5 separate regions of the Mus musculus genome follow, and regions 1, 2, 3 and 5 are each linked to region 4. A link is a contact called in public promoter capture Hi-C data. All regions are on one chromosome and are shown on one strand. The core of a region is the stretch at or near the end of the contact, and the rest is flanking DNA. Distances in the headings are between cores, read along the strand shown.

Region 1 (3,922 bases), core at 266-2,765, about 20 Mb after region 4:
TAGCCGGGCAGTGGTGGTGCACGCCTTTGAGGCAGAGGCAGGTGGATTTCTGAGTTTGAGGCCAGCCTGGTCTACAGAGTGAGTTCCAGGACAGACAGGGCTACACAGAGAAACCCTGTCTCAAAAACCAAACAAACAAACAAACAAACAGAGTATAAAAAGACATTAGAAGGGCTGAGATGGGGGCTGGACTGGACTGGAGAGATGACTCAGCTGTTAAGAGCATTGACTGGTCTCCCAAAGGTCCTGAGTTCAAATCCCAGCAACCACATGATGGCTCACAACCATCTGTACAGCTACAGTGTACTCGTATATATAAAATAAATAAATAAATCTAGAAAAAAAAAAGAAAGGAAGAAAGAAAGAAAAAAGAAAGGAAGAAAGAAAGGAGACTGAGATGTTGAAAAAGGAATCGGAATTTCAAGGACACATGGCAAGTCCCAGGTCTGCATGGGCTACATGAGACCACACCTCAAAAATACACTAAACAACAACAAGCAAAAGAGAAAGAAAGGAAAGCAAAGAAAAAGAGAGTGGCTGGCATTCGCCATTCCAGGCCAAACAGCTACCCTGAGTTCCAGGCCAACCAGGCCTAAAGGCTGCAACTCACCCAGAAAGTAGAAAATAAAGACACGAAGCTGTAGCCATACTATTTTAATAGCCATACTATTTTAAACTAGAAAATAAATTTTGATTCTTACAGTGCGTGTGCCATGGCATGTGTACAGAGGCCAGCTTTGTGGAGTGAGCTCTCTATTCTACCATGAAGATTCCAGGGGTTACAAGCTTCTCAGGTCTTCATGGCAAGCCCTGGGATGTGCTGAGCCATCTCCCTGGCTCCTAGCCATCCTTTGGAAGAAAGCTTTGGAAGTGATAGTACAGTGATCATATCTGTGAAAATCTGTCTTGCTACCTCGGTGCTAACTTCTATTGTTGCATGGAACAAAGTTTTCCGTGTTTTACCTTTCGACACGATACACCATCATTGGCATTAATTCGTTACAGAAATTACGTGGTTTTCATGATTTTGGAAAAGGTTCTCTTCTGCCTTTCACTAATAACAAAAACAACCATCTCATTTGGTGGTTACTAGGCAACACTGCCTGGATCAAACCATTCTGAAAAAATGAGAGGGAGACGGTGGCACAGCGGTTCGGAGTTTTGAAACAGAAATTATTGTGAATGGTAGTTGCTAGGCAACGCCTGAGCATACGGCCATCTTTGACTGGGGCAGGGTATTTCCCACTATGGAATGAAAGGCCACGCTGCAGTTGCCAGGCAGTGCCTTAGCACTGTCCCCATCCTCAACCAGTTGTTTAAAAAAAAAAAATTAGCACGTAATTACAGCACACATGAAGGTTTGTAGGCAACACCTTAGCACCATCACCATCTTCAAACTAGATTCTTCATTCTCGTTATACAAAAGATGTGAAGCTGTCCAGGAACAACTTGAACGCTTGGCAAGCAATACTTGTCGCCATCTTTGTTAGGGTCATGATGACTTCCGGCCGGGGCGGAAAAAGAATCCTGTTGGAGGGGCTGAGTTGATGAAGGCAGGAATTTAGCCATCCGGCTTCTCGCCCTCTGGCGGCTCCAAACGGCAGGCCGACTTGCTTTCACTACCCGCATGCTCCTAGATCCACACCGAGAGTCTCCAGGGGGGTGACTTGTCGGGTGCGGGCTTCCAGATGGGGGATGAGGGGCCGGGAAGCCCGGTGCATCTGCTGTGCCTCGCAGCCTCTAGCGGGGTTCCCCTGTTTTGTCGGAGTAGCAGCGGCGGCGCCCCCTCCCGTCAACAGGTGGGGGCATTCGACTCCTTCGTCTAAATAAGGGGTTTGGGAAGCTGGGATGGCATACCGTGCAGGGAGTAGAGGCTCGGAGCCTTTAGGGGACTAATAAGCCTGGTTTCCTGAAGAACTTTGGGGGGATGTGGGGAGACGGCAAAGTGGGACAGTGAGGTCTCAATGCTTCCCCACTCTTCAGCTTCCTTTCTCTGTCATCGGCTCTCTCAATGGAGTCCACATGTTCGGCCAGAATCTGGATGTGCAACTGAACTCTGCAAGAACGGAAGACACAACCGTAGTGTGGAAGAACTTCCATGACAGGTCCCTTGGCGGGAGCAAGGGAACAAGATCTGGGCAGTGGTTCCTGGCTTAGGTGACCCCAGAGTCCTGCCAGTGGTGACTTGGCTGTGGGAATCTTTGATAAGCTACTCACCCTCTCTGATCCCTGCGTTCCCAGCAGAATGTAGCCAGCAGCATAGGAATAGCCCAGAGACGCTGAAGCGCTTGGCTCCGTTTCCCAGGCCTGACCTCTACTTCATTCTTGCTTCTCTTCTTTCCTCCCCACAGTATCACTCTCATTGTTCTGTCATCTGAGGAGGGCACCTCTGAGCTGAGGCTGGAAAGAATGCTCCACATGGTGTTTGGGGCCATGGTGAGACTGGGCCCTTTTTTCTCCAAAACTCAAGAGAGCTGCACCCCCAGCCTCTTCTCCTTAGTCCAGACCTGCATTTTTTTCTCACACCCAGACATCCAGACCTCAGCCCTCTTCCCTCATACCTAGGAGTCCAGGAGCCCGACCTCCACCTTCATACACAGGGATCCAGACCTGGCCTTCCTCTCAACACCCATTCAAATACTGTCCTCTCTGACTAGATCCTATTAAGGACCCCGCTGTCCTATGTGATTCTTCTAGGTTCTCATTGTGGGACTTGAGGAGCTGACCAATATCCGGAATGTAGAAAGACTGAAGAAAGAATTGAGGGTGAGGCTGTGGGATGTGAGTGACGTTAGGATCCCTAAGTCGTGCCCATTTGTCTGGAACTACAATTCCCACTATGCATAGGGAAAGCCCATGGGTTCTTGAAGAGCTTGTTTAATCCTGGAGCTGGCCTCAGGTTTTTCTGGGCTGATCTGGCCTACGTGGGTCCTAGATGCCTCTTTTCCTCTACCAGGCCAGCTACTGTCTCATCGACAGCTTCCTGGGGAACTCAGAACTCATCGGAGACCTGACCCAGTGTGTGGACTGTGTCATTCCTCCAGAGGGGTCTGCCATGCAGGTATTGGGGCAGCTATAGAAATAACTGTGTCCCCACGGTTCTGCTCAGCCTTCCTTTGTTTTCTTTCTCTGGACATTGTCCTAACTCCCTCTTATCATCCTGGAATCAAGTTTTACCTGGAACCTTCTCACCAGGGTACACTGACTGCTTGCCTCCTGTCCTGCAGCTTCGGCCTCACAAGCACCCTGCCTTCCTGCCTTGCAGGGAACCCTGTCTAGGCAAATCCGCCTCACCCCATTCTAAGACAGGGCTCCCAGGCTGTCTTGGGACTCTCTCTGTAGGCCAGTCCGGCCGACCTCCAACTTACAACTCACAAACACCCACCAGCCTTTGCCTCTGAGTGCTGGGATTAAAGGCGTGCTCCACCATGCCTGCCCAATCTTCCTTTGCTAAAGTTATGCCTCTCCTGGCAGCATGTCCTGACCTCAGAGCTTCCGTAGGTCAGGACTGTGCCTTCTCAGCAAGTTTAGATGCTGTTGTTAAAACTATTGGCATCCCAGGACCTCCTGGTGCAGGCCTGTCACCCCAGCTACTCTGGAGGCTGGGGAGAGTATGCAAAGTTTAAGGCCGGCCTAGGCAGCTCAGTGAACACATGACTCAAAAATTCAGTATGACTTGGCAGGAGCAGCCCCATAACTGAAGGAGAAATAAATTTTAAGAAGCAAACAAACAAACAGATAAAATAAGTGTATGGAGAATTGAGAGTGCTGACTGATCAGGAAGGTTAAAGTATTCTCGTTCACAGAGAGGGTGTGAGACAGGAGCTTGGCAGCCTTGCGTGCTAGGGTGTCTCTGGTCTCATGGCTGCTCTTCCCCTCCCTGACTAGCCGGGAAGGTCCCTCCTTGCCCTATGACATCTAG
Region 2 (4,231 bases), core at 898-3,397, about 20 Mb after region 4:
GCCTGCACCAGGTAGCTGACCCTGGGTGTTCTACTTGGTTACCAAGATTTAGAGGCTCATAAATGCAGCAGATACCTCCAGCTCAGGAAAGCCCTGGCAATCTTTGCTCTGTCCCAGGACACATGAGACTCCAAGCCTGTTCTGTACGTTGGAAAATAACTTTATTTGTTCTAGGGCATTGGCCAGAGTCCCCTTAGAACTTCTGAAACTGCTTCTTGGTGCCAGCAGCCTTGGTGACCTTGAGCACATTGAATCGCACAGTCTTGCTCAGGGGCCTGCACTCTCCAACTGTGACAATGTCTCCGATCTGTACATCCCTGTGGGGTCAGACAAGGAGTCTTCAGGAGGGGCCTCCCCAGCAATTCCTTCATCCAGACAGGCCAAAGGGGTGGGGGCCACCCTTGCTCCACCCAACCAGTCACCATCTACGCAGTTGCTAAGACTAACAAACTACAACTTCTAGTTCCCAGACGTTCACACAGCAGTCTACACACTCCTGGACCCCACACTGCTCTGCCCATGGGACACCTCCAGCCTAGCCAGTGACTGTCTTGTCTAGAGTCATTATCCCAAGCTACCAGAGTCACCTGAAACAGGGGGACAGGTGCACAGACATGTTCTTGTGACGCTTCTCAAAGCGATTGTACTTTCGGATGTAATGGAGATAGTCCCGGCGGATGACAATGGTCCTCTGCATCTTCATCTTCGTCACGACACCTGGGAGAGTAACAGAAAGGTGTTAGCAGGTAGGAGTCAGTTGAACGGGGCTCCCAAGAAGCTCCATTTATGGCATCAGCTTTGTCAACTGGCTGTCTCAGCAGTGCCCTAGAGGACATCTGAAGACCATCGTGAGAACAGACATCACTTGCCAGCGCCCCTGGACGCAGGAACCTAGAACCACCCTTCCAACATCCCACTCACCAGACAGGATCCGACCTCGGATGGAGACGTTACCAGTGAAGGGGCATTTCTTGTCTATGTAGGTACCCTCAATAGCCTGCAAAGTTAAGAAAGTGGGGTTTAGATTACCACTTCCTAAACAGAACCAAGGATGACGCCTCAGGGCCCATACTACAATTCCCAGGGGCCCATGGGAAGCCACTGTGAAGGGGGCGGGGTGGCTGTGCTCCCACACGTGCAGGGCAGCAGGGATCTCATCTGCTGGAGGGTCCTGTACCTCTTTAGGCGTCTTGAAGCCTAGACCGATATTCTTGTAGTACCGAGGGAGTTTTTCCTTGCCGGTTTCTCCCAGCAGAACCCGCTTCTTGTTTTGAAAGATCGTAGGCTGCTTTTGGTAAGCACGCTCCGTCTGTAGGGATGAGAATTTGGTGAGGTTGCAGGTAAAGTTCAAGGAAATCAGAGACAATATTTCTTCCTTCCTACCTTCAACCTTATTTGCCCCAATCGCCAAAACCGGCTGGTCAGGGCTCTCCAACCACCCCAAGTCTAGTTTAGCTCACACACTGCGTCCCATCTAACACCTCCACAGCCTGCAGAACTCACGGCTGAGATCAAAAAGAGCTTTTCAGCCAGACTGGACCTCCAAAACATACAAATCCACTCATTCGGGATTCAAGCTTATGTCCACGTAGCCGAGCCTGGTGGGCCGGATCTGTCATCCCGGTTGAGGTTGAGGCAGGATGGCAAGTTTAAGACAAGCCTAAGCTCATCGAGGCCAGAGCTGCGCTCACACTGAAAACTACAGCGAGGTCGGGACCGCAGCCCTGCCGTAGAGCGCACGAGGTCCGGGCCTCAGTCTCCATCAAGGGGAAAAAACCTGCTTTACCCAGTGTCCCCGGCTCTGCCGCCGCAGGACTCCCGCGCCGCAGGATGCCCTCCTCCCGCCACAATCCCTCACCCGTTAAGCTCTGAGCTTTAAGAACCAACTCCCGAAGCGCCAGGGACCCCATTACTGCGTAGAGCCCGGATTTCCGAGCCGCCTGAGACGAAGGCATTCGCAGGCATCCTCGCTTCAGCTAATGCGTAAGACAACGAGGACGCCAAGGGATACGCTCCACACCGAAGCGTCGGGGGAAAGCAACTAAACGCTCGAACCTGAATGTCCGCCATCTTCCCGGCCGCCGGAGAAAGGGAGAGGCAGGGCCGCTCCCGGCTTCCTTATTCACCACGCGAGGTCGGGGCGGAAGTGACGCGGGGTTATCCTCACGGAGGTGGGAGGTACTTCCGGCGAGAGCCCGCGTTCCTGGGACTGTCCGTACGCCGCCATGACGGGGGAGGACTAAGGGGCGGGAAGATCCTATCATCTCGCGAGATTTCAGGAGCACGATGTGGAGGAAACGTGCATCATGTGGTACGGCGAGGCTTAGGGCGGAGAAGGCGTGCCGTACGGGTTGGGAAACACGTGCTGGGATTCAGTTTCCAGAGAGAAGCGGCCGTGCAGAGCGGGTCTCAAGAAAGGGGTGAACCGCTTTACAGCAGAGTATCTGCCATACGATGTCAGGAGCAGCCAGCGTCGACCGAATAGTCAACCTTTCTTCCTTTTATTAAAGGCCGACGTCACCAAGGTCGCATGTCCTTTGTTGACAGTATCTCAGGCTGCGCGTCTACCCACACTTTGATGGGTTTATGTCCTGACTACTCGTGGATGAGTGTCTAACCTTAGGTGACCACCCCAGGTAATAGAGGAACCATTTAGCCAGGTGGCAAAAGCTTGTGTCAGTTTCTCGTATTCACCGTTCTAGCCCTGCACAGATGGGCTAGAACAGTATAAAGCATATTTTCAAAATAGATTGACATTTTGAGTGGTGCTGGATCTTTTTAACCCCAGCACTCACGGAGGCATAAGGACTTGGCTTCCAGGTCAGCTAGCTGTAATAAAAACTCTAGTGGTGGTTAACATGGGAAGCATTTTTAAGATTATATGTAAGTACACTGTAGCTGTTCTCAGATACTCCAGAAGAGGGCATCAGATTTCATTATGGATAGTTGTTAGGCACCATTTGGTTGCTGGGATTTGAACTCGGATCCTTCGTAAGAGCAGTCTGTGCTCTTAACCACTGAGCCATCTCGCCAGCCCCCGGAAGGATTTGATGTTTAAAGAACCAGAAGACTCAGGCGTGGTAAATGCCTTTAGTCCCAGCCTTTGTGTCATGGCCTGACCTCCTACAGTCCAGGTACCAGCTCTTGTATCTTGGTGCTGACTTACAGTAACACCATCTAGGACAGGACCCAAGATGTATATCTGCAACTTTTGAGCAACAAAGCCTATCCCGTGAGCAAGGATTCACCCAAAGGGGCCCCCCATGCAGATGACCTGCTGGTGCCCTCTGCCCCTCTCTGCACAGCACACATCGTACACACTTAAGTCAAATAATTTATTAGCACATAAAATCCTCCAGAAAAATACTGCTTTGTGGTCTGCTGGGAAGGAGCAAGGCAGTGCTCCAAGTGTGCACTTGTGAACCCCAGCTCATGTGCAGATCTCATTTTCATAGCTGCAGAATAGGGTACTTGGTCAGGTGGGTGGGGCAGCCCTGCTACTCATTTTCAACACTGAAGCTCAACTGATTCATCCCATGGTTTGCACTTTAATAAAAACTCATGCAGGTGGTGCGCTGTCAGCTCTCTAATGTCCCCTCTACCCACAGGAGCAGTGCCTAAGGAACCTTTGGTCCCCACTTCCCTAGTTGGCGGCGGAGGAAGGGCAGGCCAGGCAGGCATGAGGCAAACAGTCTTTATTGGGTTCACACCAGGAGTCCGTTGGTCTTGAGGACCTCTGTGAACTTGCAGATTTTCTTCTCCACATTCTTTTCTGCCTGTTTCCGTAACCTCTGTGGTGTGAAAAGACACATGTCAGAGCGGTTGCTTCTCACCTGCGCCCCCCTAATCCTGGATCTCAGTGTCCGTCCTCACCAAGATCTGCTTCTTCTTCCGATAGTGCATCTTGGCCTTTTCCTTCCGTTTCTCCTCCAGAGTGGCTGTCACTGCCTGGTACTTCCACCCGACCTCATGCGCCAGACGCCCCAGGTAAGCAAACTGCAGAGGCACAAGGCTGTAAGGACATGGAATGTGCCCCAGCAGCACAAGGGTGAGCCGGAGGGCCTAGGGACCCTATTTCAAGGACTCATCCCCAGCACGGGAGCCCTCCTGGCATCAGCTTAGCCTTTGGCATTATCGGCACTGCCCTAACTGTGGCATCCGAAGACCATCGTGAGAATAAGAACATCATGTGCCAGTCTTGAGGCTCACAAGCCTAACCTGTAACCTAGAG
Region 3 (3,790 bases), core at 232-2,731, about 20 Mb after region 4:
GAGGATGCTCTCTCACAGTCTGATACACATCTTATCCAAAGCACTGACTGTCACAGAAAAGAAATTGTACCAAGAGATCCTGGCTGCAGATTTGGAGATCCCCAAAACCATAGACCTTGTAAGGCTCTGCAGACCATGTGAGATCGGTGATCCCTCAATTACAGGGCTCTGGGAGCAATTTAGTGATTCACAAACAGCTCATTACACAAAGTACATAAAACATAATGGAAAATACTTTCCAAGTTTCAAATGGAACCATGAGTTTGCAGGACTGGAGTAATATTAGTAAAATACATATGTTGGCATGCACTTAATCTCATCGAATAATGCATTTTTTCCCTTCCTATCAAGGTCAAGTTGCAGAGCACTGCACTAGATGATCCCAGACAGCTCTACAGACCCTCAGGAATGATTCTAACTCCTCAGCATGGGGACAACACAGGTTCTTTTTTGTTTGAAACCATTTTCTTTTTAATTACTTTCTGAAAGGCAAGTACATTTGAGCTGGATAAAATTCCCAGCGTTTTCTGTTATTATTCTCTACACATTTATCTACTCTTCAAAAGCACTTGAATTTCCTCCAAGACATAGACTGTATTCTTGCAATCATTGGACGATTCTAGTTCCTTCAAACTACCCCACCCTACCCCACCCACCCCTATCTCCGAGTCACCCCCACATAAAACACTTCCCAGACCTTAGCGACTCATTTATGCCTCTGGGCACATCACAAAGCTTGCTTCCCTCTCCCTAGGTGGGAGTACATCTCTTTCTTCCAGGTGGACCTTAACACTTCCTAGTCCTTGAAGAGAGCTTCCAGGCCTCATAAATGGTCCCAGATCCATGTAGATGAGCCGAATGCAGAGGCCAGCATGAGGAGAGACTTCCCAGCCCTAACAAATACACCCCAGTGAACTAGGTGACTCTGCAGACCCCCTTAACTCCTGGGGGAGTGAAGATCTCAAGATGGCCCCAAAAGCCTCTCAACAGACCCTAGCCTACGGTCGCACATAAAAACCATCTACGGCGCCTGCAGACGTGTCCAGGCTCAGCAATGGGAAGGAGGGCCGGCCTAGTCGCGGTCCAGGCCATACGAAAGCCCTCTGGCACCCACGGGCGCGTCCGGGGCCCTAAGAAGGCCCCCTACTCAGAGACTGCCTTGGCCGCTGCAGCCGGGTCCGAAGGTGCCACGCTACGCTCTCCAGGCCCCGTGGCATACGGGCGACACTCGGAGACGACTAGCGACCCGACTCCGCCCCGCCCACCCCGATAGGCCCGAGCCCCGCGGCCCGGACCGCCGCCGCCATCTTACCCCGCCGCTCGGGCTGCGGCTCCGGTCCCGGCGCGGGGCGGGGCGGAATGGGGCGGGGCTCGCGATTTGAGCTGGGGAAGGGCGGAACCAAATTGCCGCGGCGCTTGCCGGGATTTCAAGTACCCAGCTGGGTTTCCGAAAGGCCGGCAGCACCGGAGGCGACTCCGTTTCCCAGAAATCAATGCGTCACATGGAGGTGGAGTGCGCGCGCTGGATGCCGGGAGATGTAGTCCGTGTGAAGACTCCGTCACGCGGGGGACAGTGTACGGGGTGAGAGGTGAAGTGGGCGGGGCTGCTGGAGCGCGCGGTACGACCCCCCTCAGTGTCCTGCGTGCGCGGGGAAAAAGGCGGCGGATCAGGAAGTGATGTAAAAAAGGCGCTCCGTTGTTGAGATCCATGGGAATTGTAGTTCAATTAAGATGGACGCTACCCCGCCCATGGTCGTCCTTTCTGAATATGAAACCCTTCTAATTTTTTTCTCCTATAAATCCTAAGAAGATTTTTTTGAGACGCTGTCTTATGTATCTCAGACGGGCTTGGAACTTGCTGCTGTCTTTCTGCTTCTGTTTCCCCAGTGCTGGGACTCGTCAGTTATCATGCCCAGCTTCTAAAATTATTTATTGGGGGGGGGGAACTAGAGATTGAATTTAAATGCTCATACATGGTAGACAAACGTTCTATGTTATCACTAAACTATATCTATAGTCCTCTTTTCGTTTGTTTGTTTTGAGATAAGTTCATTCTAAGATGTCCAGAATAGGCTTTAACTTAAAATAATCTCCATTAAATTCAGAACTCAGGAGTCAAACCAGAGCTCCTTTACTCAGGACAGGAAAATCCAAACTCTGAGTCTTCTGGTTCAGAGCAGATGAGTGAAGACTCATTTCCCTCTTCCTTGGGACTCTGGAATTTCAATCCTCTTCCCTTTCAGGACGTCAATACCATATCTTACATAAATGTAAGTGCTAAATTCTTCCACAACCCTCCCGGAGCACTCATGCCCTCGAACTCAGAATTCTGGGTCCCCAGACTCTCCATCCTTTGGCCCCATGAGTCCAGACTCCCAGCTTTCCCAGTAGTAGTAAGGAGCCCCTCCCGACCCCCTGGACCGGAGTCGGACCGGAGAAATCTAAGTCTCTAACTCAATACTCTCGTAGGAACCAGTGTCTGAGCTATCAACCGCATCCTTCCAAAGCCCAGAAATCCTGGCTGTCGGCCCTTCTAGACCCGGACTTCCCGACTAGGATGAACTGGCTCATGGATTAGGAATGTGGTGATCTCACAGCCCGTCCTGCCCAGTTACCCTGCTGTCCCCCTCCAGGGCCCCAGCTCCCCTCCCAGTCTATCTTCCGTTTGGCTGGGACAGCGGGAACCGGAAGCCTAAGTCCATAGACAGGCCGAGACGCCAGCCTCTAGAACGAAGCTGGGGCAGAGAACTTGGCGACAATCCCAGGGAGGAGGCGGAGATTAATTTTGAGACCTGTGCTGTCCTAAGATCTCCCTATATACGGCCCTGAGAAGGAGCCCCAAGCCACACCTACCAGAAACAGTGGTCCTTAGATAATAACTACCGCAACATTTAATTTGCATATCCCCGCCCCGAAGAAAACTTTTTCGCCCAAAGATGGGGTTTATTAGCATAGCTCCTCCCAAAGGCGGACTGCAGGAGGAGAGCTCGTGGCTGTGCTTAGGGTGGACACAGGGTCATTAGCATATCCCCACCCCTCTTGGAATTCCCCGTTTTTGCAACCTTGTTTCCCCTACCCTTATTAGTCTAGCTCCTCCCTCACTCTGGCCTCGCCTCCTCCAGAAGCATCCGGAGACTCGTGTCCTCTGGCCAAAGCTCATGTTTATGCAGTATTATTAGCATAACCCACCCCTTGGTCTCTCCTGACTCCCCCTAGGCGGTAGCGGCGGCAGCAGCAGCGGTGGCGACATGAGCAGCGGGGCGGCGTCCGGGACTGGGCGGGGGCGGCCCCGGGGCGGGGGGCCGGGACCCAGGGACCCCCCGCCCGGCGAGACTCACAAGCTGGTGGTCGTAGGCGGCGGCGGCGTGGGCAAGAGCGCGCTGACCATCCAGTTCATCCAGGTAGTGGGCCCTCACCGGGGAGGGTTTCCCCGAGATCGAGACTTTGAGCCCTTTGGGTTCCCTGAAACTTTCGCTTCTCCCAGAACCATCATTAAGACCCTCCTAAGAGGATCTCTAACCCTCTGATTGCGACTCCAAATGCCCAGGGCCTCCACCCCCTTCATGAGGGGAAGCTTTCTCCTAATATGTCCTGGGACAAATCACCCTCCTAGAGGTACCTGAGAGCCCTCATCCTAGTCTGTCTAGCCCCGCTCACCAACTGGGAGTACCCTAAATTCCAAACAGTTGCTCCATTCAGACCCCAAGCACTCCCCGAGGCTCTAATCTCCTGATCATTGCCCAGACTTTGATTCTAAGACTCAGCTGGGACCACTCTGTCCTAAAACAGG
Region 4 (4,282 bases), core at 174-2,673:
AACTCCACAACTGCTGAAGGCATATCCCAGCCTGATGCCTTTGAAGGAAAGCTTTGGTTTCCAATTCCCTGTCTCTGAGTAGCAGCAAGCCTAGTTGCCACTCTTAGGGACCCACTCCCTTTAGGAAACTTACCAACAAAGGCAATTTGCAAGGGGGACAGTGAGGGATATTTTGAAAAATACTACCACATGGCTATTTATTTTTTCAGAGCCAGTACCAGCCACTTCAAAACCATATTTTATAAGAGGTGTGACCTGTGCCCCCCCACTCCATTTTTGCTAAAGAACCCTGCTCCCTCACCTTGTTTTAAAAGAAAACTGACAATGAGCTTTCTTAGAAGCCTGTGTTTATTCCCAAGCTATTCTTATCTATAAACAATAGTGATTATTTACTGCCATCATCGAGGACTGACTACAAGTCTAAACGTTTTCAGTGGGTTAGGTGATAATGTCAGGCCGTATGGTTTAAACCTGGCCCTTTTCTGTGGAAACATTAATAATTCTGAATCGGTGTTTCTAAAGGATATCCTATCCAAATCACCAATTTTGATGGGAAGGAAACGAATAGCCCCCTTTTCATACAGGATAGTGACAGAAATCATATTCTTGTCTCTTAGGGGACAACAATCCTAGATCAAATTGGCAAGTAACTATGACCTCTGATCCTAGTCTCCTGTGGATGGCAACGTCGTCAAGTACTCGAGACCTTGATAACTGGAAGAATAGGACCTGTGACCTCTGTTTCTTGGGTGTTGGTAATTCTGAATCTAAACTCCAAGTGATGGTAAACCCTCAAACTCCTTTATCTCGGAGACAGAAAGCTCCGATCCTGGCTTAAAGCAGCACGGTGACCTCGAGCTTCTCTCTGGGTACATGAAAGAATCTGGTTGCCGTTTGATGCGCTTGGGAAACCCAGATCACCACCCCACAGGGCGCCCCTAAGTACTCACGGCCCAGCTTCACTCCCGGCGGCGGGAAGCTAGTGCCCGCGCCGGGGCCACCGCTGCCTCCTCCGCCGCTGCCGCTGGGGCCACCCCCGGAGCTCGAGGCTCCCACGCCCCCACCCATAGCCCCGACTGACGCTTTCCCGCCGCCAGTGCCTCCTGGGCCAGAGGCCGAGCCCCCGGGGCCGCCGCCACCACCTCCGCCTCCGCCTCCTGGCTCCGCGAACGAGCTGGTCCGCGCCCGGCCCGAGCCCCCAGGGCCGCCTCCCGAAGGCCCGCCGCCGCTCATGGCGCCGAGCGCAGGCCCAGGCCGCGGGGCTCGGGCTGCCTGGGCTGCCCCCGCCGCTGCCTCTGCCGCCGCCTCCCCTGGGCTCCGGCCTCTTCCAGGCCGCGCCGTTCGGGCTCCGGCTCCGGCCCAGCGCCCGCCGCGGGGCACGCCGGGAGATGAAGTCCCTCTGCCGTCGGCTTCGTTGTCACCACCCTCGACCCGCACAGCACTCTGGGAAATGGAGTTCTCAAACCCTCAGAGTAGCTGACTGCTGGGGGCGGGGTGTGACGGCTCGCGCTGCACACCGGGAAATAGAGTCCTGGCTAATGTCACCCGACTCTGCCAAAAGCTAACTTGGAAGCACTTTGAAAAACACAGTCAGAGCCACACACTCACTACACAGAGGAAAAAGCAAGTCCCTTAGAGTATCTCAGAAACGAAATCTTAGCCACTCCAATACTGAGCAGCATCCAAGAATGATGCACGCCGGGAAATGGAGTCCAGCCACCCACCCAATCTGTGGGCCATCGGTGACTTCCTGCACCGCGTGCATTCTGGGAAATCGAGTCCGCACCCGTGAATACTTAGTACTCTGGCTGTGAAGCACACTGGGAAATGGAGTCATCACCACGCCCTCACCGCATTGCAGGTGTAGAATGGTTGATAAAGCACTATAGGAAATGAAGTCTCAGATGCTCCTCAAACCTTAAGTAGATACTGTAACTGGAAGGAACTGATAGGAAGTAGAATAGGCATCGCGCTCTCTCAGGCCAGCTAGCAGCGTCGCAGTTCCTTCCGGGAAATGTAGTCGACACCAAGAGTTATGCGCGTCGCTTCAATGAGCCTGGTGTCTTCTGGGAAATGAAGTTCAATATTGCCTCACCATTGACGAGGCTGATGAGAGCTACCAGCAACCAGAAGCATGCTGGGAATAATCCACAGTAGACTCTGACTCTTCGTGAAGCTAGGCTCTGGGGCTTCGTGGGAGCTGTAGTCCAAAGGGAGTACTGTGGCTGAGAGTGTAGGTGAAAGGTTAAGGACAATTGTTCCCAAGGGAGACTATAATGTGTTACAATGTCTTCTCTGATCCCTAGGTCTAAGACCTAAACCGATAAGTGAGTGCTAGAAAAAGTAGTCCCAAGCAACCACATATAGAGAAGAGAATAACGTCTCCTTACATTCTCAACGGATTTAGTACAGTAAACAGTCCCGACTATGCCTCAGAACATTTGTTTTCCGATAGTCTACCTTTTTCCCTAGCAATATGGTTAGGACCAAGAAGATGAGCTGCAGGATTTAAAAAAAGAGAGAATTTCTGTCCTGAACCCCCAATTTTTTGCGTCTATCCTCTTCCTAGATTACAGGATTCTAGATAATCTGAATGAAGGGAGCCGACTACACGAAGGAGTTTCAGCTTTCTTGAGTATGTCGAGTCTCCTGTTAATCAATTAATACCCGGGAAAAGTCGCACCAAAGTAGGAAACTGGGGGCTGGGGGGGGGGCGCAGAGACAGAGGTCAAAATGCTGTCAGCTCTCGTGCCTCAGAAACGGAGTCTGTGCTCTACTTTACTCGCAGCCTGTGTTCGTCCTAATTGTTGGGGCTTTTCTGAAGCCTACAGTACTGTCTGCTCAGTCATTTCCCTATTGCAATTCTCAGTGGACACGGAATGGAGACAGAAGGTACTGCTAGCGCTTCTAAAGACTACGTTATCCAGAAGGCAACGCACGGGTACTTCCGCCCTCTTCGCAAAGCCTGCAGACGCTTCACGCTCGACTGTAGAGGGAGTTTCTGGAGTAACACAGTCGCATGGTGGCTGCCGCCCTCTGACGGCTGCTCCCAGTTGAAAAGTGAAGTCAAGCCCCTAGGTATAGGATCAAAGAATCTCACTAGGCTATGTAGCAGGATAGAACACATTATTTAACCGCCAGAACTCGTGGAACCTGCCCAGGGGACCGTTCTTGGCATTGAGATCTGTGCGGCACTGGAGAGCAAATTCAAAGATCTGTAAGATGTTTCCAAGTGTCTAAGCAGGTTCTAAAGATGTTTGGAGGAGTTGATGGGGGTCCATGAAGAGATTAAAGACTTTGATATAAGCAATGTAAAACAATTGTTTGGGGAATTATAGAGAACTCTCAAGGGAAACTTATGAAAGGTGTGAGGGAAAACCTCTGGGCTGCCATGAATGAGGAATGGCTAAGAAACACAAGGAAGAGACGTTGGCCTCGAGAGCCATGGAGATACTTTGGAGGAGGGCTATTACAAATGGGATTTTAATTGGAATGAATTCATTTGTAAAAGTCGTGAAAGGTGTATGGAGGACTTTCTGGTTGGAAGCAAAGATCTCAGGGACAAATGTCTTGTTTTTGTTTCTTTCGAGACAGGGTCGCATGTAGCCCGGGGTGCCCTCAAATTCACTATGAAGCTGAAGACATCTTCCTGCCTGTACTGTGCTTGGGTTACAGACTAGTGTTGCCAAGACAGTTTTCTGGTGATGAGAATTGTGTGTGCTAAGCAAGCACTCTACAAACTGAGCTACATCCCTAGCCCTCTGTTCTCTTTTGAAATAGGGTCTTAGGGGCTAGAGAGATGGCTCAGTGGTTAAGAGCACCTTCTGCTCTTCCAGAGGTCCTGAGTTCAATTCCCAGCATCCACATGGTAGCTCACTACCATCTGTAATGAGATCTTATTTCCTCTTCTGGTGAGTCTGAAGACTGCTATGGTGTACATAAAATAAATATTCTTAAACCACATCAACAATAAAAAAGAAATAAGGTCTTAGTGCACACCTTTAGTTCTAATACTTAGGAGGTAGAGGCAGGCAGATCTCTGAGTTCAAAGCTAGGTTGGTCTATAGAGTCCCAAGGCTACATAGAGAAACCCTGTCCTAAATGACCAAAATGGAAGAGCAGCAGCGAGGAGGAGGAGGGAGAGGAGGAAGAAATGGGGTCTTGTTCCTTGTAACAAGGCTAGACTCAAACTAGCAGCAATCCAACTAAGACTTCCCAGTACTGAGGGCAAAGACACGTGCCACCACACTAAGTTCAGGGCATCTTTTTGCAGGAAATGTTC
Region 5 (3,867 bases), core at 193-2,692, about 19 Mb after region 4:
GCTGGACCCTTCAGAGCCTGGAGGAGGATCAGTCTCCTGCCCCTCTTCCTTAATAGTGGGTGACGTGGCGGAGGTACTGGGCTGAGGAGAACCATTCCCTAGGAAAAGGAAGACAGGACAGTGAGCTTCTCCAACACTGTGGAAGGGGCTGGCTAGGGAAAGCCCGTCACTCACCAGGCACGGGAGTGTCCAGAGAACTTGTGGGGGAAGACATAGTGGGTCACGAAGCAGCCTGCTGAACATAGGGGAGCCAGCCAATTACAGGGCATAATAGGGGTGTCTCTTCTTCCAGTGCTCACGGACTCTTGAGACATGATCTCATACAGCTCAGGCTACCCGAACTATGTGGCTGAACAGCTTGAACCACCTCCAAAATCTTGGAACACACTACTCTAGGCTGTCCTGGGATCTTCCGCACTCCTGCCTCGGCCTCTCAAGTGCTGCCATTACAAGACTGTGCCACACCTCAGTGTTTTTAACTTCTATATTGAGCCCCCACTCCCAGCCCTAGTTCCTAATAAACATCACACACTTTAACATGCCCAACCCGGCCCACTGCTCCTTCCACCTCTCTACGAATCATGACCTCAGAGAGCCCAACAACTCTATTCCTCTTCTGTGAGCACCAACTGTGCTCTTATCATGGGAGATCCTAACTTTGCCCCGCCTCTCCCATCAGGGCGCAACCATTACCCTTCTACCATAGGCTCCTTCAAGGCTTTAACGCACCCCAATACAGACCCCAGACCCTACCCATCCCATCAAGTCCCTGGCCCCACCCCTTCCCACTCTGGAGCAGAAACCCAAATTCCGCCCCGTTCCTCCTAGGCTCCGCCCCTCTCATTCCCCCAAAGCCAATTATAGGTCTTCACTGTGCCACGCCCTCCATGCCTCTGCCCCTCCCAATCCCCCCCAACAGTGGTCTAGGCCCCGCCCCAAGAATCAAAAGCCTTTAATCACAGACTATCTACAGCAGGCCTTCTGCCCATCTGTGTCCCGCCCCCGCCCACCAACCATAGGCTTTCCCTACGCCCCGCCCCGTAGAGTCACGCCCACCTTGTTCCAGGCCCCGCCCCTCTCCGTGCACCAGGGGGAGGCGGGGCTCATGACTGCACCGGCGATCGGGAGGGGGGTCGCAGGGGGTCTCCGACTCTGTTGCCCTGGAAACGGCCGTGGGAGGCGAGAGCTGCGAGGAAAGTGAGGGAAGGATGCGCGCGCTAAGCGGGACCCACGGCGATCCGCGTACCGGGCTCAGTCCCACCTGCCCGGCCGCCCGGCGCACTTGCCTCTGTGTCCGCACCGGTGATTGTGCCTCCACAGCACTTTGGAAGTAACTTCAGAAGCCTGGGAGTAGCTCGAAGCAACAGCGCTTGCTGAGCGAAAAGCAAAAGTAACTTCGCCACTTCTTCCGGCAACCCCGCTGCGCGTCACTTCCGGAAGTAGGCGGACCGGGAAAGGTGACAGACTTCCGGTCTGCCAGGGCGCCACCGACTGTGAGGCCTCGGCCGGAAGTGGCACACCGGAAGTTTATTTCTTCTGGTAGTTCCCCTCTGGGACTCAGAAAAAAGTTCCGGAAAGTTCTTTCGTTTCTTTTCGCAGGTGGCTAACGAAGCAGGTTTTAACCTTTTTGAGTAGTTTAAAGTTCTCTACTTTTGTAGCGGTGCTGCATGGCTGCTTTTTAAAAAAATTTTTGTCTTGATTTTGAGACAGGATCTCTTATTTCAAGGGTGGCCTTAAACTTCTGAGCCTGTTGCCTTTACCTCCCCATTATTGCGGTAGCAGCTCCTCTTCCAGCCCTGTATGTTGGTTCTAAATATTTTAAATTTGGAGATGGCAAGATGGTTACAGGATGGTTTTAAGCCTAAAAAGCTTAAAGGCTTTTCATACCTTAAACTTCTCCAGCTCAGGGCTTGGGCTGCCCTTCCCTTTATAATCCAGCCGATTTGGTTACTGGGTCCTTTACTCTCCTGGCTCGCCTCTCTCTCCTTCTCCTTCTCCTCCTCCTCACATGTCCTGATTCTGGATCTTGTTCACTTTGGACTCTCTTGATGTCCCCGCCTCGGGAACTTTTTTTTTTTTTTTTAAGATTTATTTATTTATGTATATGTGAGTACACTGTAGCTGTCTTTAGACACACCAGAAGAGGGCATCAGATCTCATTACGGATGGTTGTGAGCCACAATGTGGTTGCTGGGATTTGAACTCAGGACCTTCAGAAAAGCAATTGGTGCTCTTAACTGCTGAGCCATCTCTCCAGCCCAGGAACTTTTTTATACAAGAATTTATTTTTGCATTCAGCTTCATAATAGGAAGAAGTAAATATAAAAAAGGCAAATTGGGTGCAGACCCATGCCTGCAATAAGCAAACAGACCCAGGCAAGGCAAGAGGATTGCTTTTAGTTGGAAGCCAAATTGAGCTAGGAAGTGAGACCTGGCCATCAGCTAAATGTGAATAAACAAGTAGCCTCAACCCCTCTCCCATAAAAGTAATAATACCAGCTTTTTCACAAAAGATTGAAATACTTGTGTGAATCTCAGATGGAAAACATTCAGAGATTGTTTCTCCGCACTCCCCACTTATGGACAGTTGGGAATCTTTATTAAGCACAAATTCTTGCTTTTACTTAACTTTTGTTGCTGTTGTTCTTGGTTTTGTTTTGTTTTGTTTTTTGTTGTTGTTGTTTTGGTTTTGTTTTGTTTAGGTTTGGTTTTTTCGAGACAGCGTTTCTCTGTATAGTCCTGGCTGTCCTGGAACTCACTTTGTAGACCAGGCTGGCCTCGGACTCAGAAATCCGCCTGCCTCTGCCTCCCAAGTGCTGGGATTAAAGGCGTGCGCCACCACCGCCCGGCCACTGTTGTTCTTGTTGATTTGTTTGTTTTGCAAGGCAGGGTTTCTTTGTGTAGCCATGGCTGTCCTAGAACTGCTTCTGTAGACCAGGCTGGCCTTCATCTCCTAAGAGAGTTGGCCAAGGCCTCTGCCTCCCATGTGCTAGGATTAGAAGTGCATACCACCACTACCTGGTTTAACCCCCACCCCCTTTTAAAAGCATGGTCTCGCCATTCTAGCTGTCCTAGAACTCTATGTACACCAGGTTGGCTTCCAGGTCAGAGATAGATCCTCCTGCCTCTGCCTCATGAGTACTGGGATTAAAAGTGCCATGCTATGATAATCTAACAAATTCTTACAAAGTTGAGGCTGGAGCCTACGTTACCTCAGTCATGCAACAAAATTGGTCCTGAGACCCAGCCACTAACCCATGCTTTTTTTCAGAAATAAGTGATAGGTCTCAAAACAAACAAACAAAAGCCAAAGCCTGGACGGATAGCTGAGGTGCATATTAATATGTGGACTCGGCGCCAGTCCCTCTCAGTATCACCAATACCTGTTAGTGTATAGTTACCCCTACCCTCAGCCTTTTCCCCAAGATTCTCATTCCCACATAATCCAGTTGTTTTGGCTACATGTCCCTTAGCTCTCTTGGTCCTCTTTGTGTCCTGGTTCCCCCATCCTCCCTCTCTCACCCCTGACCCCATGGCCCGGTTTATTCTGTTGGCCCAGTTCAGTCTGGACTCTTACAAATGCCTCCGGATGGTCTCTTCCCTATATCTACAATAAACCTCCTCTGCCATAACTGGGACCTGTCATGCGCTCACTGTTTTTCATTAAGCATGTATTTATACACTTATATATGTATGTGTGTTTATGTTTACATTTAATATACATTATATTAGTAAATTGTCACATACTGTTTGAATTCACTGAGATGCTGGCCCTGGAAGCAGGGTTGCTCCCCACTCCAAACCTAAACATATGACTTAGTGTCCTCTAGGACACTGAGGTTATCTGAGGTTGGACTGGTTCCCGAG

Evidence for each region. Promoter capture Hi-C pulls out the DNA fragments that hold promoters and counts their contacts.
Region 1: a promoter capture Hi-C map of liver shows a contact between it and region 4, with 2.1 times the contacts expected there. The contact joins the promoter of Fuz here to the promoter of Gsk3a in region 4. A contact is called at or near these places in 3 of 39 promoter capture datasets (cranial neural crest, frontonasal cranial neural crest and liver).
Region 2: a contact with region 4 is called in a promoter capture Hi-C map of liver, with 2.1 times the contacts expected there. The contact joins the promoter of Rps11 here to the promoter of Gsk3a in region 4. A contact is called at or near these places in 2 of 39 promoter capture datasets (frontonasal cranial neural crest and liver).
Region 3: a promoter capture Hi-C map of liver shows a contact between it and region 4, with 2.3 times the contacts expected there. The contact joins the promoter of Scaf1 here to the promoter of Gsk3a in region 4. A contact is called at or near these places in 3 of 39 promoter capture datasets (cranial neural crest, liver and pre-B cells).
Region 5: a contact with region 4 is called in a promoter capture Hi-C map of cranial neural crest. The contact joins the promoter of Nr1h2 here to the promoter of Gsk3a in region 4. A contact is called at or near these places in 4 of 39 promoter capture datasets (cranial neural crest, liver, pre-B cells and 1 more).

What each region holds. Positions count from the first base shown.
Region 1 is chr7:44,894,564-44,898,485 of GRCm38.p6, forward strand. It overlaps Fuz (fuzzy planar cell polarity protein), which reads left to right and starts at 1,516. Exons shown (of 11, transcript NM_027376.3): 1 at 1,516-1,799; 2 at 1,984-2,105; 3 at 2,352-2,436; 4 at 2,698-2,766; 5 at 2,957-3,061. The coding sequence starts at 1,689.
Region 2 is chr7:45,122,242-45,126,472 of GRCm38.p6, forward strand. Rps11 (ribosomal protein S11) reads right to left here and starts at 2,148. Exons shown (of 5, transcript NM_013725.4): 1 at 2,056-2,148; 2 at 1,178-1,309; 3 at 922-997; 4 at 588-717; 5 at 147-317. The coding sequence starts at 2,070. The coding sequence ends at 194. It overlaps Rpl13a (ribosomal protein L13A), which reads right to left. Exons shown (of 8, transcript NM_009438.5): 7 at 3,874-3,996; 8 at 3,322-3,791. The coding sequence ends at 3,705. It overlaps Snord35b (small nucleolar RNA, C/D box 35B), which reads right to left and starts at 870; the gene lies at 784-870. Snord35a (small nucleolar RNA, C/D box 35A) reads right to left here and starts at 4,194; the gene lies at 4,106-4,194.
Region 3 is chr7:45,014,768-45,018,557 of GRCm38.p6, forward strand. It overlaps Scaf1 (SR-related CTD-associated factor 1), which reads right to left and starts at 1,482. Exons shown (of 11, transcript NM_001008422.1): 1 at 1,313-1,482. Rras (related RAS viral (r-ras) oncogene) reads left to right here and starts at 3,175. Exons shown (of 6, transcript NM_009101.3): 1 at 3,175-3,401. The coding sequence starts at 3,249.
Region 4 is chr7:25,236,428-25,240,709 of GRCm38.p6, forward strand. Gsk3a (glycogen synthase kinase 3 alpha) reads right to left here and starts at 1,424. Exons shown (of 11, transcript NM_001031667.1): 1 at 951-1,424. The coding sequence starts at 1,233.
Region 5 is chr7:44,552,523-44,556,389 of GRCm38.p6, forward strand. It overlaps Nr1h2 (nuclear receptor subfamily 1, group H, member 2), which reads right to left and starts at 1,443. Exons shown (of 10, transcript NM_001285517.1): 1 at 1,287-1,443; 2 at 1,057-1,186; 3 at 175-232; 4 at 1-98. The coding sequence starts at 214.